2 separate regions of the Zea mays genome follow, and region 1 is linked to region 2. A link is a contact called in public Hi-C data. All regions are on one chromosome and are shown on one strand. The core of a region is the stretch at or near the end of the contact, and the rest is flanking DNA. Distances in the headings are between cores, read along the strand shown. Region 1 has its middle 93 kb from the start of LOC103632007. Region 2 holds the start of LOC100283707.

Region 1 (4,332 bases), core at 1,666-4,165, 120 kb after region 2:
CACGTAGGTGTGTGTGTGCCGTGGTATGATATAGTAGTGGTGGCGTAAGATAATTGATTGAGGAGTGCGGGTATATGCCGTAATATGGTTATACTCGCGACGAGGAAAGATGTATGCATTGGGTAACACGACGCTTAGGTTGCTGTTGTATAATCGAATAAAGGATGTATTATTGAGCATTAGTCAAACGTGGGGTACTAGTGGTACGCTAGGCAGGCGGTGTCCAAATAAATTAACCGGTTGATGTGGTAGTTGTCGTGCGTGATTTATTGTTAGTGAGTAGTGGGATTACGAGTTATGTAAGGATTATGTTAGAAACTAGTAGGCGGCGTGTAACTGTGTTCGTGTTGCGAATAATAGATCAGTAGGTATTATTGGTGTCATTAGCAAGTAGGATGATTCCTGTTGTGCGATAAATTTTGAAGGGCGAAGGACATGCATAGTATGTCGATCGAGTTAACCAAAAATGGTGTTAAGTTGAGATTTATTTGTGCATGAAAAGTAATAATGTGTTTAATACTTAGAACTCTTAGTCGATAGTAGAAATTGACTTGGCTTAAATAGAGAGGTGGTGACATGCCAAAGTAGTCATCGCTTTCTCTATAATTATAAGTCGAGCCAGTACACCTTACGCGTTCCTTGAATTTCACCTGGCACATAGTGTACGGTTGGGTTCATTGCTTCGACTAGATGTTTCCGAGAGAACAAGTCGGTTGGTAATGCAATTATGTGTAAGGTGTTTATAGTGACGTTTTATCCCGAAAGGTGTTAAGTCTGCGCATAAATAAGAGATAAGTGTACTTGTGTAGTGTGGATTGATTTTGAATGCATATGTCGCAAGAAATGGATTAGTGCGCATATAGGAGATGAGTGTGTGTGATGAAATGGTGACATGCCTTCGTAGTCATCATGTCGTCTGTTTGACGACTTAGCCAAAAGTCGTGAAGAAATGTCGCTTACCTATGTGTTAATATTGTTACTCTGCGACTCTGTATAAATTGCCATATGAAGTATGATTGAATTAGTCTATGTTTGCGATGGGTGGTGTAGTGGTGGTATGAAAAATGGGTTAGGAATCAATCGGCCAAATGCCAAGTTCGGTTAGAGTTGTTTTGTTACTTGGGAGTGTGGGGTGAAGTGATGGCATGACTACGTAGCTGACACGTCATCTATTGTGTGACTATGCTTATGTCTGTCTTGATATAAGTTAGAGTAAGTCAAGTCTCTAAAATGCGGAAATTCTTGAATTGTATAGAAGCTGAAATGTATTAATTGCTGTTTTGGGCTGCACGCAGCGATTTCCCCGTACTGTATGTTTGATGAACTAAATGGTGTTTTATGTAGATATGTGCTATAGAAAAGTTGTAGATAACTCTATTATCTTACTTGTGTTAAAATTTGACAGGCTTAAGTCCGATCGTTTAGGAGTTATGATTTTTACAAATTTAGTAACTGAATCTGTGCAAATTCTGTACAGATTTCAGAAACTGCATTGTTTGCTCAATTTAATGTTGCAATCAGTTCATGGTCGTTATAAGAAAGTTGTAGACGCTTTTCTTATCTTGCTTGTGTTAAAATTTTACAACCATAGGCCTGACAGTTTAAGAGTTATAAATTTTACAAACTGGTTGCTGTGTTCTGTCCACTGTCAGCACAGATTTCGAAAACTGTAATGTTTGATTTGATTAAACCTAGAATCACTTCTTGGTGATTATAAAAGTTATGTAGTTCTTTTGCCAAGCTTTCCAAAAAGTCTTGGATCACTCTTTTTGGTGGTCTGAAGATTAAGTTATGAATGTTTAAAATCTGAAGACTGAATCTGTCCTATTCGGGACAACAAAGCCTTCTAGTGTCTTTTATTCTTAGTTAAACATTGAATCACCTTAAGATGTTTATAAATAATTTGTACAACATTTAATTAGCTTTCCAGAAAGTCTAGAATCAACTTGTTTGGATGTCTGAATCTCTAGTTGTAAATTTTTGAAGTTGCAAGTCTGAATCTGTCCAAATCTAGACAGAGCTGCTGTGATTGCACTTTTTGACTTTGCTATGTGTTGAATCAGGTTGAGGTGAAAATACCAAAGTTATAGTTCACTTTTAAGCTTTCCAGAAAATCCTAGTTTGCTATTTTTGGATGAATATTTGAAGAGATATGATTAAAACTAGTAACTGCTGTGCTGTTGTCTGTTGCTACCAGTATTTTCTTTTAAGCAACAACGATGATCTCACTTTCGCAGAGAATTTTGAGTGTTTTTCTCGGCAAAACACCAAAGAAAGAAAAACAAAGGAAATAGATAACAGATAAAAAAAAGGTAATTGTAAGCTCTTTTTTCTTCTGTTCGCGTTACTGTAGCTTACAACATATTTATATAGTCGATTCTGAAACCTGATAGCTAACTTAATCTAAATAACAGGAGCTACCTTTACTAAATAATAGGAACTAACTTAGTCTAAATAATAGGAATAATACTAACAGATTCCACTTTTATAGCCTTGCGTCATTATCCTGACATGCCTCTTGATTATGCATTACTGGTCACATATCGCCGTGCATCTCATTTATATACCTGTTAATAATTTGCTTTCTCTCCTATTTTGCAGTAGGCAACTTCGTATACCTTCTACAGCCCTGCACCAACGGATCATAAATTTCACATTCAACACATACCCCCCTGTTTTTCGAGCAAATATAATGTGCCGAAAAACACCTCAGCATCGATTCTTATATCGAATCGGCTCATATGACACTTTTAGCAATACCTCTTCACACTCTCTCTTTTAAAAAAAATCGCCTTGGATGATGATATCTGTTCACCAGCCATATCTCAAGTGCACAGGCGCACAGCAACCTCAGGCCCATCCCGCAAAGTGCCTAAACCAAAATGGCCCTGCTCACATATGCGACCAATTGTTTCTCTCTTTCTTCCGCTTCAGCCCATGTCTGATGCTCCGCCTAGCACTTACATCCACCGCTAGCCGCTAGGGTTCTAGAACTCTGGTCACGCCGCTGCCACTGCTACAGCAACGAAGCCCTTCCTCGGCACGGAGTCTCCTCGGCGCGCCATGCGTCGTGACCACCCTAGGTCGCGATCAGCACCACCGTGGTCGTGGCACACCAGCGTTATGACGACCGCATGAAGCATCAGCGTCTGGTGAGGGCACCAGCACACCGCCGTCACGCGCAGCATCACCATCTCGGCGAAGGCTCGAGCACGCAGTTCCAGGTAGACGGCCGAAGCAAACTCCCACCGTGCGTCTGCTCCGGCCCCTAGGTTGAAGCGACTTCATCGATTCAGACCTCCTAGACGTCTGGATCCACATCTTCTGAAGATGACTGTCCGCTACCAACCAAGCTCGCCCCTACTTCACTGTAACACCCACTTTGTAATTTGCTAAGAATAATACCAATAGAGAAACAATTTCTCTTTATGTGAGTTTAATCTTTATGTATCATCACTTGTGAGCACCATATTCAAAAAAATAAATAATTAATAAAAGGATATACCATTAAATTGTGCATCATGTTGAGGTTTTATTTGGTGTGCATTTTGTGACAACATATAATAGGAATGTGACAAGGAATATATTAAAAAGCCCAAAGTGGAATTTAAAACCTAAAAGAGATTCTAGAATTTAGAAAAGAGAAGCAAACAAATATTATGTGATATAAAAATATAAATGATATATATAAATATATCTCCAAATTGTAACTTGTCCTGGCACAATATAATAAAAGGATAAATTTGTCACAAGTTTGAATTTAAAACTAGAATTTAAATTTGAATTGGAAAATCTAAAAGGGAAAAGAGAAAGGAAAATATAAAAGGAAAAAAAGGAAGGAATTCAGTCGGACCACCAAATCATTTCAGCCCACAACCGCATCCCCACTGCGCGGCCCACGAAGCCCACCACTAACCACCTGCGCGCAAATGTCATCTGCCACTTACACATGGGCCCGCTCGGCCAGTGCATCACTCGCGAGCGTCCGCTGCTTGTGCCGCTGGTCCACGGGGCCCGCAAGTCAGCTCGTCTCCTACCTCCCTCAACGAATTTTCCCCGAACTCGGCGGGAGACCGCGCCATACTCGCGGGTCTGGTGACCGCGCCCTGGGTACCCTAGCGCCTACAAAGGATTCGGGGTCTCAGTTTCGCTCTTCCTCCCTTCTTCTTCGCGACCACCTCAGTACAGTTGAGAGCAGTGCGACACCGGGAGGCGAAGCTCCGCGCCGTCGTCTATTTCGCGCCCTGATCTCGATTGGCACCCTCCGGTAGCCTGGGGAGCTTCTCCTAACCTTGGAATGGGTGCGCGCACCACCAGCGGACACCTGGAGCA
Region 2 (4,710 bases), core at 823-3,322:
AACGGGAAGCAGCCAATTGGGAGAACGCCAGGCACCAGGAGGTCTGTTGCCCCAAGCTCGATCAGTTTCTGGAAAAAATTTACATTTTTTTTAAAAAAAAGTTTGCAGAGTGTGACTGGAAATTAGGGAAGTATAGTTAAAAAGCAAATGTTGCGGAACTAGCTTTACACGTAGGTACGGGCAAACAGATGTATAAAGCCGTTAAGCTAGTTACAGATGCACCACCACCACCATGTCGTCAGATAAATCTATCATGTCGTCTTGAAATTTGTGGAAGCAAACCATTGTTTACAACCATTCCATGATGGGCATGCGCATAGCAAAAGATTCTCTCTTCATCTGTACCCACCCTACCTTTTGCATGCCCATTCTCTCTTTCATTGTGCAATCATGTTCTACCTGGAGCCCCCTCATGCTTGCATCACATGGGGCTGCACTAAACAACAATCTGATGGACTGTGCAGAAGCTCAATTTAGCATGCGGAAGTTCAGGGCCACGCCATCAAACATTTTCCCCCCATTCGAAAACAGTTGACCACTTTCTGAAACTCTACTGCTGCATCATCAATGTATATGCAGAATGGTGTATGATGAAATGTAAGGGTCAATCATCTACTAGTGAATTTGAGACTCATAGTTGAGAAATGCTACCTCAACGCCATTGGCGATAGCCTTTGCAACAAGGGGCACGTAAGTCTTGACATCAGAAAATGGGACGCCGGAGAAGAGCGGCGCGTTGTAGTCGTTGCCCCCGAACTCCCCGACGACGAACAGGGATTTGCTGAAGTAATCCTTGCAGTCTGCAACCAACATTCGGTGATCCACTGCAAAATTTTCGAGAACATTCAGTGCGGGTGAGATTGGGGCCGGACCTTGCTCCGATTTACAGAGGGACGGCTTCATGTCCTGGAGCCAGCCGATCTGGGTGTTGATGGAGCCGGTGTTCCAGATGCGCTGGTCGATGCCGTGCGCCTTGAAGAAGGAGTACTCCAGGGCCGTCGCGCCGGTGATGGCGAAGTTGGCGCCCTTCTTGAAGTCCTTGCCCTTGGCCTGCGACGGTGGCGGCAGTGGCAGCCCGAAATGCTCGGCTGCATAATTGGCCAAAGGTTCCCATCACAAAAGGGAAAGAAGAGACTTTAATTCGCATCAGTACTCTGCTAAAACTCTAGCAGCAGAGCGGAGACGGCAACGATTCACAGCGCGGCAAAGCAGCAACCCTTTTTACCACCAGTTTTCTACCACTCGTTTCCATCTTTTTATAAAGGAAGGTCGGAAAAAATCAACCCCTTTTGACCTCGCCCTCGCCCTCGCCTGATTAAAAGGGTAGCACCACAGAGAAATGAAGAGCTGAGAGCAAAGAAATGGGACTCTTACAAACAAATTTAGTAGTCACTAGTCACCTCATCTTTGTTTTTCCCTTTTTCTAAAATTTAACAAACAAATTTTAGGTTTGCTCTACCAAACTTTTTGTTTAATAAAAAGAAAAGAACAGGTCAATTTCATCTTGACCACCCAAGTCATAGCAGGCTCCTCTTGACACTCAAATCAAAAAGTTTTAGCGACGGAGACGTTTGAATTAGATATCCCAGAGACCACAAAAATAAGTACAAGCAGTTGGGAAAAATTAGTCACGGAAGCGAAATAAAAACAGCTGCCGGTGTTGGAACGAACTACTACTAGGGTACAGTGCAGTACCCAGGAAGTCGACGACGAGGCGGCCGTTGGAGCAGCGGCCGGTGGGCTTGCGGAAGAAGGTCATCCCGTAGGGAGGGCGCGCGGTGGTGAGCGCCTTGGGCGTGCCGTTGACGATGAGGTTGCCGGCGTCGGAGAGCGAGTCCCCGAAGCTGAAGATGGCCGTGTACGACTTCTTGCTCCTGGCCGCGGCGCAGGTGGCCGGCAACGCCGCCACGAGCGCGGCGACGAGCAGGAGGGGGAGCACGCCCCGGCGCGGCGGCGCGTGGGCGACGGCCATTGCGGCTGCGGGTGTCGGCGGCAAGCAGCTATGTCGACGCGGCCCGACGCGCATGTGCGGTAAGAGACGGGAGGCGGGGCCAAGTTCTTTGCTTGTGTGGCGCGTTGCTCTCCTCCGCTTTTGCTTTATATAAACTGCGGCTGTGGGAGTGAAGAGAGTGAGAGAGAGGTGGCCAGTGTGGCCTGTGCTGGATGCTTGCAGAGCTTTGCAGGTGCTGCAGCAGCTCAGGATGAGGTGTGGGTGTGGCAGCCACTGGGCAAATGTTTTGGTTTGGGCCGACGATTGCCCCTACGGTTAGCATTGGATGCAGCTATAGTAGCCGACTAAAATTAAAGACTACCGTAGTTATTAGCTGGTAAAATTAATAGAGTAGATCTAACGACGCGTTTAGGTTCATGGAAATGTATTGGATTGTGATTTTCAGTTCAGCCCGTTACGAGATAGCGTGAGATCGGATATCGCTTCATTTACAGTTGTTTACTCCCAGAGGTGGGCAGTTGTCACAGAGAAGCGGGAGTATTCTCCATAGGAGTACAGTTCATCCATCTATTAGCTAGTGGGATTACAAAAACAATTCAAAAAATATTAAAATTAGGTCTACAAATAGAGGGATGTTTGGATTCAATCACGCTTTTCACTCTCTATTTTGCTCCTTTGTTTCATTCCTCTCACTACCCTTTCACTCCAAAAAAAATTCTTCCATGTCATCCGCGGCCTCTAGCATTCAAATAGATGAAGACTAGATATTCTATATATTGCATCAAACTATGATAGATACAGCGGTGTGAAGCTTGCCTCCGAGTATTCAACGATAGGGAGGTGAAGAGCAGTGGAGCTACATCGACCAGGATCATAAAGCCACCCACAATCAGCTGATGTGAGATTACTTCAATAACTTGTGGATCTATCATTCACTCTACTTTCGTCGAATGCACCACATGCAGACTCTTTCTATAAATCTTTGACAGATTAGGTGACCATTCCCCCTAATTCACTCGTAGAGTCATGAACTCAAACACAGTGGTTTCTTCCCTCGCCAAAAATACATCGCTTCCCTCTACATGCTCGCCTACAATAATGTTGCTAACTCCATCAATAAATATATTAAAATAAGGAAACATATGATCTTAGAGAGTCTTGAGCAATTCTATAATGGTGTTGTTTCATGTTTTGGTGACAAGTATGTATAATCGTTGTCCCACTGTTGGCGATCTTAAGTATCTTTTAGCTAAAGGGAAGAGATGGATTTTTGGGTACATAGGTAGTACATATTACATGCATTAAGTAGAAAAATTGTCTCGTTGAATGGAAAGAGAAGTTTACTTTGGGGGACACTGGATCCCTGCCCATAATGCTCGAGACGGATGCCTCGTATGACTTATGAATTTTGCATGCTTTTTTATAGTAGGGTGGAACAACGATGTCAATGCGCTCAACCAATCGTTGTTATTCATTGATGAGCTCAAGAGAGAAACATCAAATGTGAAGTTCATGATGAATGGACATAGTATAACTAAGAGTACTACCTCGCCAATGGCATCTAGTTCTAGTGGTCAGTGTTTGTGAAGACCATTTTCTCCTATAGACTCTGAAAGCAGCATATGTTTGTTGCATGCCACGAGAGGACGTACAGAGATCATTTGGGGTCCTCTAGGATTGCTTCTATATTCTCGCTAGCCTAGGTCATTCTTTTTCCCAGCAAATACTTAGTGTGATCATGTGTGCATGTATCGTTCAACACAACATGATTGTTAAAGATAAGCATGAAAAAAGCATATGATATGGATAACTATGAGATAGTCGAGTCCTCCATTGTAGCACCAACCATCATTTCCATGCACCCATGAGATTTATAGACATCATTCAATGTGAGGCCACAATTCATGCTAGTATGGTTCATGACCAGCGTCAAAATGATTTAATGGAGTATATCTAGAATCTACATTTTGGCAATTAGATTTTATTTTTGAATTATGTAGTTTTAATGTAATTTTATTTATGTTTTATAAATTAAATACTTTTTATTTGCTTAATTGTGTATTTTTATTTCGATAAAATGATAGTTTATTGCAACTAAAATCTATAAAAGTGGCAATTTGGTGGTTGTAGGCCGAAGCTACAAGCTATATACTAGAGCACTCCGGCAAATAAGGGTTGACATGTTTGATAGCAGGGTCGTTAGTTGATCAACCCTTGTCGATCACAACTATCCAGTGCACTATCTTTAACTTAGCTTATAATCATCTCAACATCACATCAGCATTTCTTTTATAGGTTCTTAGTTGACATTGAATATGTCATTTTATTGAATTAAAAATGCATCCAATTATATAATTAATCATATAAAATTACACAATTCATAAAAATAATTAAAAGTATATAATTTAAATATAAAATAAAAACTGCATAATTCATAAATATAAATAAGAAACTACTCCCAGTGGTGGACAGTTGTCACAGAGAAGCGGAAGTATTCTCCATAGGACTATAGTTTATCCATCTATTAGCTAGTGGGATTACAAAAACAATTCAAAAAATCAATAAATAAATAAAATTAGGTCTACAAATAGAGAGGGATGTTTGGATCCATTCACACATTTCACTCTCCATTTTGCTCCTAACACTTCCTATTTCATTCTTGTCACTATCCTTTCACTCCAAATAATTCTTTCATGTCCTCCGCGACCTCTAGCGTTGAGATAGATGAAGACGAGATACTCTATATATTGCATGAAACT

The links. Hi-C and Micro-C count contacts between places; a contact is called where the count stands out from the background.
Region 1: a Hi-C map of ear shows a contact between it and region 2, with 2.8 times the contacts expected there. The contact joins the enhancer-like site here to the promoter of LOC100283707 in region 2. A contact is called at or near these places in 2 of 25 Hi-C or Micro-C datasets (ear and tassel).

The regions. Positions count from the first base shown.
Region 1 is chr9:68,182,941-68,187,272 of Zm-B73-REFERENCE-NAM-5.0, forward strand. No RefSeq gene overlaps it. Among protein-coding and RNA genes, the nearest start is that of LOC103632007, 93 kb to the right of the region's middle. Within about 2 kb of position 2,916, at least 15 of the 20 cell types and tissues checked have an H3K27ac peak or open chromatin away from gene starts, as enhancers often do. A contact at or near this core is called in ear and tassel, where this site is marked.
Region 2 is chr9:68,068,404-68,073,113 of Zm-B73-REFERENCE-NAM-5.0, forward strand. It overlaps LOC100283707, which reads right to left and starts at 2,073. Exons shown (of 5, transcript NM_001156606.2): 1 at 1,696-2,073; 2 at 873-1,088; 3 at 652-800; 4 at 1-68. The coding sequence starts at 2,026.